2 separate regions of the Arachis hypogaea genome follow, and region 1 is linked to region 2. The links are chromatin contacts, called in public Hi-C maps. All regions are on one chromosome and are shown on one strand. The core of a region is the stretch at or near the end of the contact, and the rest is flanking DNA. Distances in the headings are between cores, read along the strand shown.

The links. A called contact is a pair of places that touch in the nucleus more often than the background predicts.
Region 1: a contact with region 2 is called in a Hi-C map of an unstated tissue, with 3 times the contacts expected there. The contact joins the enhancer-like site here to the promoter of LOC112783601 in region 2. A contact is called at or near these places in 2 of 8 Hi-C or Micro-C datasets (leaf and an unstated tissue).

The regions. Positions count from the first base shown.
Region 1 is chr20:18,346,081-18,350,787 of arahy.Tifrunner.gnm2.J5K5, forward strand. No RefSeq gene overlaps it. Among protein-coding and RNA genes, the nearest start is that of LOC140182987, 10 kb to the right of the region's middle. Within about 2 kb of position 1,906, at least 2 of the 3 cell types and tissues checked have open chromatin away from gene starts, as enhancers often do.
Region 2 is chr20:18,023,035-18,027,725 of arahy.Tifrunner.gnm2.J5K5, forward strand. It overlaps LOC112783601, which reads left to right and starts at 2,959. Exons shown (of 4, transcript XM_072229221.1): 1 at 2,959-3,861; 2 at 4,126-4,248. The coding sequence starts at 3,110. The coding sequence ends at 4,180.

The sequences.
Region 1 (4,707 bases), core at 656-3,155, 320 kb after region 2:
CTGTTGCCACGCTTTAAAAGAGTGCCGAAATCTCTCTATGGCTACGCTTTATAAGCGTGGCACAAAAAAACGTGGCTTAATCTCGCATCAACTGCCACCCTCATAAAAGCGTGGCCATTGACCCTTTTCGCCACGCTTTTAAAGCGTAGCAAAAAAAGCGTGGCCAATCTCTATTCAAACGCCACCCACACATAAGCGTGGCCATAGACCACTTTTGGCCACGTTTTTAAAATGTAGCAAAAAAAAAGCGTAACCATAGGCCTTTTTTCTTGTAATGTATGGGAATGAATTAGGATTATATAAAGAGAAGGTTCTAGCGTGACAATGGAGTGCCACATCATTACTACACAGTTAATTCAACACCAGAAAAAGTTCAAAGATCATTATGGTGCCTAGAGCTCAATCTGAATAATTACTATAATAAAATTAAAATCTAAAAAACTAAATTGATAAATAATAATACAAATTTCAGAGACCACTATAAAAATCTACTCAATCCTAAGAAAATCCAAATGAAACCTCCATACCTAAAACTAATCTAGTCTGCATAAGTTCGAATAAGTCAGCGTACTCTCTTGGGGCATATAACAAGGATGATGAATATAACAAAACAAAGACATAAGAAAAATATTAAAGAAAATAAATTATTTAGAGAAAATCAGATGATCAAACATGAATTTATTCTTTTCTGATTATATATCAAGAAATAAAAATATTATATACACACAAAAAATTAATTAATTACCAAATTAAATGTTATGTATTTATATTTTAATATATATTTTATCTGTGTGGCTAAACTAATGGCTGATGTTTTAGTGTAAATATAGCGTGATTGATAAAGGAAACCTACTTTGTAGCATAATTAAAGACTCTTTTGCTTGAGCTTGAGAGCTTAAGATGCATGATAGTTACTCTTTTTATGCGTCAGTATGCGTTATTACAATATTACATGCAAACAAGTACTGGACTTCACTCTTTTAGGATATCCCATGGTAATGATAATATTATTTATTTTTCGCTTAAAACGTTATCATCATTTTTATATAGTTATTAGTTTTAACCATGAAAAATATAAATTAATTTGGTACTCATCAAAATTTGAATTCATTCAACAAAATTACCTAAAACGGATAGTTTGTTAGATTGTTTTTGTGTTAGAACATTTTGAGTAGTTTATTTTGTCAAAATAACCTAATTTTTTATAATTATCGAGTTAGTTTATATCTTTCATTATTATAATTAATTATTTAAATTTATGAATTTAATTTTGATACATTGTCAGTATAAAACAATTTTACATGTGTATTTAATTATGTAATGTCATGTCAGCAAAAATAAGTATATTTTATATTGCCTGCGTAAATAATTATAAAAGAACAGATATATATAATTGATCGACTAAATAAAATGTTTTACACTATCAGTATATCAAAATTAAACTCTTAAATTTATATTATTAAAAATAATAGTTTACTCTACATTCTAAATATTTTCAAATGGAGAATATTATTTGGAGCGAAAATATAAGAATTGTTAGTTCTTTTAGTTTTTATTTTAATTTATTTTTGTTAGTGTTTTAACACAATCTCCATTTGTCATATATATAGGAATATTGGATTTTTTTTGTTCGGTGGATTAGACAACTCCCAATTCTAAGTACACAATACACACCCACACACTCCTCAGTCCTCATATACTTATCAATTTTTTCTTTTCGGTTGCAGCTCGAACCTGAGACCTTTGAGATGGGGAGGGGTATTGGATTTTATGAATTAAGAAATGCCCAGCCCTTATATAAGTTGAGCCCACAAAGAATGCACCTTTTTGGTGGTAGGAACATTAAGATAAGGCCTAATATACAAAATAGCTAGAGTTGAAAGGCCCAGGCCCATTGATAGGACTCCACTAACTTCCGAACTTTTCCATGAAGTGCAGAGTGATATTATGTCCAGAGGGTTTACATCGTTTTTACACATTTAAAAAAAAAAATAACTATTTTAGCAGCTGGAAAATTCTGATTTTAATAAAACAAATTTTTTTTTTTGGACAAAATAAACCCTCAAGTATATGTTTGGTATGACAAAGTGACTTTAAAATTAAGTCAATCGTTAACTTTTTATAAAATTACTAATTTATCTTATATTCTTTCTCTTCTAAGTTACTACCCACTGCACCACCCCATTATATTTCCATTGCAGTAGTTTTCATTAATAATCCATACAGTGAAACACTTATTTTTTGTGACATATTTTTTCAACTTTCAATCTTTTATACACATCCTCCAAATACCTTAAGCATAGTATTTGTCCCAATTTGAATTTTTGTTGTCAAATTCATTTCCTTTTTTTCTTCCACCGTCGTGCTATGGTCTACTCTCCTTCATGGCCAACCACAACCACTACTACAGTCTACAAGAGGACTTGCCCTTCATCTGCCACCATCAAAATAAATATGAATTTTTTCCTAATAACCAAATGATCAAAACAAATCGATAGCAACAATTATGAATTGGCAAGTTCATAAATGGGAACATAGTACACTCCGACTATCATTTTTTATAATCCAAAATAATGACAAAAAGGCATTTGAAATTTTAAAAAGGTTTAATTATTTTGCTGATCCTTATAGTTTCATCAAATTTTTAATTAGATCCCTATACTTTTTTTCTTTTCAATTGGGTCCCTATACATTAATTTTTTTTAATTAAGTCTCTACCGTGAGAATAACGTCTTCTTTGGATTAGGTATACTAATTGGACATATTCTATTTCTTCAAAATACCCAAAAATTCCTTGGCATTTTGTCCCAAAGGAAAAAAAACCCTAACCAACCCCTAATTTCCTCCCTGAAAATCGTGTGCGGTGCGTTCTCATCCGTCGGCCTGTCGTCTTAATCCACAGCCGTCGATCCGTCATCTTCATCTATAACGTCCGTTGGTCCATCGGTCTCTGAGGATCTGCACTGATTGATCTGTCGAAGTCTTGTCCGCCACTTGGCGTGCCTCGCCTCACCTCGCCGCACCTTGCCTCGCCTCACCTCGCCGCACCTTGCCTCGCCTTGCTGCCTGCACACTCGATCTGCTAGAATAGGTGAGTTAGTTTCTTCATTTTTATTTCGTTTTGGTTGTTAAATGTATAAGATTTTGAATTTCTGTGTGCTGCTATTTTTTTTGTGTCAAGTCATTCATGTCTCCATAGTTGTGTTTTATTTTTTGGCATTGATAATCTATTCACTGTAATTGCGTAATTCCTTGGAAAGATTTTGAACTAGTTACAAATGTATTTGGAAGCACTAAAGTATGACTTCCTCAAATTTTTTTTATGCCGTGTAACTGTATTAATTGTAGGCATTATGGTTCTGTTATATTCACATTGAGTACCTAGTGTTTCGAAGCAAAAATGTTTCTCACCCCGGTGATTCTCTCAATTCAATTACTATATTGTTTTTAATTCTTGAGATAGATTGCAATTCTTGGAGTCAGACGCCCGGCTCCGAGAGTGGTGTCCAAGGATGCAAACACCATGGATGTTAGTAGGGCTGTGTTGGTTCAGACAGAGCCCAGTATTAGGATCTTTCATGAACTCTTTTTTGTTTCTGTCCATATCTAGTTGTTCTGTGATAGATAGGATTAACCCAAAATCTCAAGTTCTAGGAGATGTTTTTTACTAGTTACTAGCGAGTACTGAATAGTGGTAAAGGTAAATTATAAACGAATCTTGTTGTCCTGAATCTTGTTGTTCGTTCTTATTGTCCTTATCTTTTGTCAATACTTGAGAAAATATATATTGCCTTATATGTCTTATCTTTTTTTTTTTTCAATTCAGATATTGGTTCAGTACCAGTTACCTGTAGTGATTGTTTTCAAAAATGAAGGTGTATATGGTGGTGATCGGAGAACCCCCAAAGAGATGAATGAACCTCACAAAGATGATCCTGCTCCAACTTTCTTTGTTCCGAAAGCAGGCTATCATGCTTTGATTGAAGCTTTTGGTGGAAAGGACTATTTTGTTGGGACACCTGATGAACTCAAGTATGTTCTTTCAGAATCTTTCTCGACTCAAAAACTGGCCGTTATCAATGTTATTGTTGATCCCTATATTGGTTCAGAGAGTGGGAGGTTGCAACACAAGAACTGATTTCTAGATTATCTGTATTACACTGAAACTACGTTTTCTATAGTTTTCGTTTTTAGATTTCAAATTTCAATAACACAAATTAAATAGTCTTGTGATTTTTTATGGTGTACCATGATATGATAAAGACACAAACTATATTCTATGAATCCACATAAATGTAAAATGTTACATAATCATAATGAATACTTGAATGATAGAAATTGAATTATATATATACTTATTACTACTATTTCTGTTTCATTTTATTCATTCCTTTTTTTTTTGTATGTTCTTAAGATAATATATTTTAAAAGTAAAAAAAAAAGGTATTTTTGGTACAATTTATATATCAATAAGCAAATAGGGCTGGCAATCAATACCCTACCCGCGGGTACCCAATCCGAACCAACCCGTTCGGGTAGGGTAGGGTACGGATTCAGGGTATACCCTACCCTACCCTACCCGCACCCCTAATATATTATATAATATATGTGTAAAAGTTACATATATAATGAAGAAAGTGAGTGTTGAATCCATAATCTTTCTCTTATAAAAACTTGAAATAACTACTAAACTAATTGATGATCATA
Region 2 (4,691 bases), core at 1,709-4,208:
CCCATGCTTCATACAATTGTTCATTTTTTTCTGGTTTCTTGATTGATTCATCTACGAACTAAATTTTGTTGTTCGACCTAAGCACTCGTAGCATCGCTTTCTCCCATGCATGATAGTTGCTTATTCTAAGAACTATTGCAATTAATGGAGTTCCTAGGCTTTTTCCAAGATGAAGGAAGTAGGGACTTATTGGATCCAGTGCTGAATTAACTGAATTTCTAGGTTGATTCACTTGCATCTAATTGATCCAGTTCACTAGATGTGTTATCATTTGGATATTGATTAAACAAAATGAGGCAGGAATGTCCTCCATTGGTTCGAATTCTCAGAAAATTTTAGATCTATTCAATGTTCGAGAGGAAATTCTCAATAGTATTTGTGATTCCTTTAATTTTTTTATCTATGTTTACCGCACCATATAAAAAGATGAGTTTTGAGAGTGAAGAGAATTAAGAACACAGAAATATTGAATAAAAAATAGATAAGAAAAAAAGAGAAAAAAAAAGAGAAAATTTGTCCAAACTTTTTTTACTAATTTTTAAAAAGATGAAAAATAAACTTTATAAGAACAAATCACATACATTACCACTAACTAACTTTACTTATATACTACACTATTCGCCTATAATAATTACCAATTTTCACATACTTAATAGCATTGTTGACTAGATATTGTAACTAGATATTGTAACTGCCTAACTAACTTATTGATCAATTAGTACTCTACAAATTATTTTTGGCGTCAACTCTAATTAACTCATGTAATAAGTTCTATATAATAAGATAAGGAAATTATTATGGTACTTTTGAAATAAATTTCTCTGATACCATGTTAGAAACAAGAGATTAAACTGGAGGAAGGATTTGTGAGTATTCAAGTTGTTTATTTAAGTTGTCTAGAATGATCCAATATAGAAGGGTATTTATAGGTGCTAAGAGAATCGAAATAATAAAGACGTAATCTCCTATAATAAATATTCAAATATACTAAATAATACTAATTGATCTTAATTGATCCTAATTATATTCTAACATCCCCCCTCAAACTCAAGTGACAATTTGAGTTTGAAACCTATTTAAAACAATGAAATAAAGAGAAAAAAAACTACAAAAACTGATAAAACGGGTGCAGACGGAACTGCCAGAAGAAAGTACAGATGGAACTGCCGCTAGTCTGAAGGAAGCGCAGACGGAACTGCCGCTATCTGAAGGAAGTGCAGACGGAACTGCCAGAAAGAAACGTAGACGAAACTACCACAAGGAAACACAGACGAAACGCAGACAGAACTGCCACGAAAAAACACAGACGGAACTGCCATGAGAGAACACAAACGAAACTGTCACGAGAGAACGCAGATAGAACTGCCATGAGAGAACGCGGACAGAACTGCCACGAGAGAACGCAAACGGAACTGCCGAAAGAGAGTGAAAACTATATGATTTCTTCATGAGAATAGGTAAGCAGCGGAGGACAATGGTGTTTGATCATTCGACTAAAAAAAACACAAGACAGAAAAAGTAGGCTAGTCGATGAGGTGAAAAAGCATAAAAAGAGTGACAAAAGGGAAAGAAGAATGACATAGAAAAAAAATGCAAAAACTACGGTGATTTCACCGCAAGAAAAACAACATATCCTCTTCAAGGAAGATACCATGACTCTGATACCATGTTATAAACAATATACTAAACTGGAGGAAGGATTTGTAAGTATTCAAGTTGTCTATTCAAGTTGTCTAAAATGATACAATATAGAATGATATTTATAGGTGCTAAGAAAATCGAAATAATAAAGACGTAATCTCCTATAATAAATATTCAGATATACTAAATAATACTAATTGATCTTAATTGATCCTAATTATATTCTAACAATTTTAATCTAAAATATCATATTTGAATAATTTTTTAAATAAGTATCTTGTCATAGAATTTATTCTTATGCAATTATAAAATTTGAGAAATACTTACATCATCTTAAAATATATTTAATATGTATTTTAAAACCTTATTTTTATCCAACTTTTTAATATGTTGGATTGATTAATTATATAATTATTTTATGTATTAAAAGTGTGTAAAACAAATATATATAATAATATACGAAAGAGTGTCATTTATCCTCTAGTTTAAAAAAAAATACAGGAGTATTTACCGATAATAAAGGAAAAGCATAGTGGCATTAATATAGAGAAAGTTTCGGATTCTTAAGCATATTTTTATATAATTAATAGATTTAATATTTAATTTGATTTTTGAAATAATTTATAAATTTTAATTTAATCTTTAAAATTTTAATTATCTTTATTTAATTCTAAAATTTTGCAGGTGTGATTCACATATTTTTTGAATAATTTTTGACACATAAATACGTTAATAAAGCACTGATATAAGTCATTAGATGTAACTTATAAAATGATACTATTTTTGTTTTGGCACTCAAATAGTCGTAAAATGATATTGTATTATTTGTTTTAGAAAAAAAAATTCAATAAACATCATTTATGATATATTTTTTTTTTTTTTTGCTATTTGAATACCAAAACTAAGTTGATATCATTTTACAGAATTTAGCATAATATTTGACCATTTAAGTCAACATTTTATTAATATTTATATATTAAAAATTATTTCAGAGACTAACATAAATTATGTTCATAAAATTTAAAGATTAAACAATTAAAACTTTAAAAACTAAATTAAGATTCGCGTATCTCAAATTAATAGAAAAAAATAATAATTATTGCAACAGTGACAAGAAGATAGTCGCATGTCTTTTTTCATTAGTTGTGAATAATTGAATATAATACACTTGACAATACTACATATACAAATATCTAAGAAATTCTGTAATTCACAAGACATTAACATAGGAATCTTTTCCTTCAAGGAGTGAGGGCAAGTTGCAATTTTCATATAATTGGAGATGGACCAAACGCGCAAGCAACGAATTTTTCAAACTCAAAAATATGACGCAAACTTGCACAGCAATCCAAATTCCTAAAATTAACAAAATTACTGTCGCTTTTGATTCACACTTTTCCAGTTTTCAGTTTTCCCTCTCAACAACCAACTTCACAAACCCAACTACTTTTTCCTTCCACGCAACTGCATGTTTTTCCCCTTCCTTTCATACCCAAAACTCTCCCATTTTCAGTTACATTTTAGAAAAATTAACCCTGTAACTGCCCTTTCCCCCACTTTAACCTCCTCTTCTTCAAGATTGGATTTTTTTCTAATGGGGGGCCAAGAAAAGAAGATTGATCAAAGAACAAGGAAAGAGATTATTACGGCTTTCACAGTTTCTTCTCATCACAAATATGCAGGGATTGACCTTATGCAGAACTGTGATCTTCCCCCACCTTCCAAGGTTTTTGTTGGACCGGATGAGACCATTGTGTTTCCGATGAATCGGGCCTGTGATGCTGTGGGTAAAGAAGGAGAGGAAGAACAACGGGATGGAAGACATTATGGTACTTATGGGGGTGAAAACGGTGGTGGCGATGATAGAGATAAAATTGAACTTCTGAAGGCCCTGCGAGCTTCGCAGACTCGTGCCAGGGAAGCGGAGAAGAAGGCTGCAGTTCTGAGGAAAGAAAGGGATGGTCTTTCAGTGGCTCTGGTGGAGGAGGCTATGCAGTTGTTCGCGTATAGGCAGCAGGTGAGATTGCTTGAGCTTCAAGTTTTGCACTTGCGATTGCTGTGGCCAGAGAAGAAACTTGTAAATTGTTGCGCTGACACAATAGGATCATCATCGATGGAAGATGGCTCTGATGGAGAAAGGTCAAATGTAAAATTTGTTCTGGCTTTGGCTCTTACTTTGGGGATTGGAGTGACCACTGTTCTTGCTTGCAAATACTTCTTGTAAACTCGCCAACTTCTATTGAAGTTGTTTCTATATAATGATTGCACATGCAACTAGTAAACAAATATTTTTGACTCACGAATCAATAAATAATGTTCTAAACAACGGTTAAGCATTCCCTATTGATTAAATCCCCAATTTGGTCCCCAAAATTTAAACTATGCATCAATTAAGTCTCTGACTTTCGTAAATGACCAATTACGTCCCTTAAATTAAAAAATGTGAATTCACGTTCATTCCTAAATAAATTGCCGTCTTAACAGTGCTGATGTGTGCTGTACATTTCAAAAAGGAAGGTTGGTAGATTATTCACTGTGACTAGGGATACCAGTCGGAAGCAACTCGTGGGAGGAACCAAAATCACCCTCTTCCTCAAGGAGGATCAGGTAATACAGAGACCTTAGCCCCATTTTGATTTCTATTTGTTCAGAAGTTTGATGTTTTCTTTGGTATTGAATATGGTTTTACGTTTGGTATTCTATATGATACGAAGATGTTTAGGGTAAGAGGTTTGGCTGTGAAGAATCTATGTTTGGCTCGCAACGAGTGGTTGACGGATGAAACAATCAAATGATTACTTCCACTAGACCCAATCTAGAGATCATATACTTGAGCTATTGCCAAAGCATTTTAGAAGAAGTTGTTGTTGTTGAAGTCTTTTAAGAGATGTCATAGGATTAATGATCTGAGCTTAGCTTATTGTAGAGTGAGTCGATTTCATTTTGAGTTTGGGTATAAAGATCTTACATTGTTTGTGTTGAACTTATTTGGGTTAATGATTAGTGATGTTTCACTTTCTGCAATCTGAAAGAGTGCTTTTAGGCTAAAG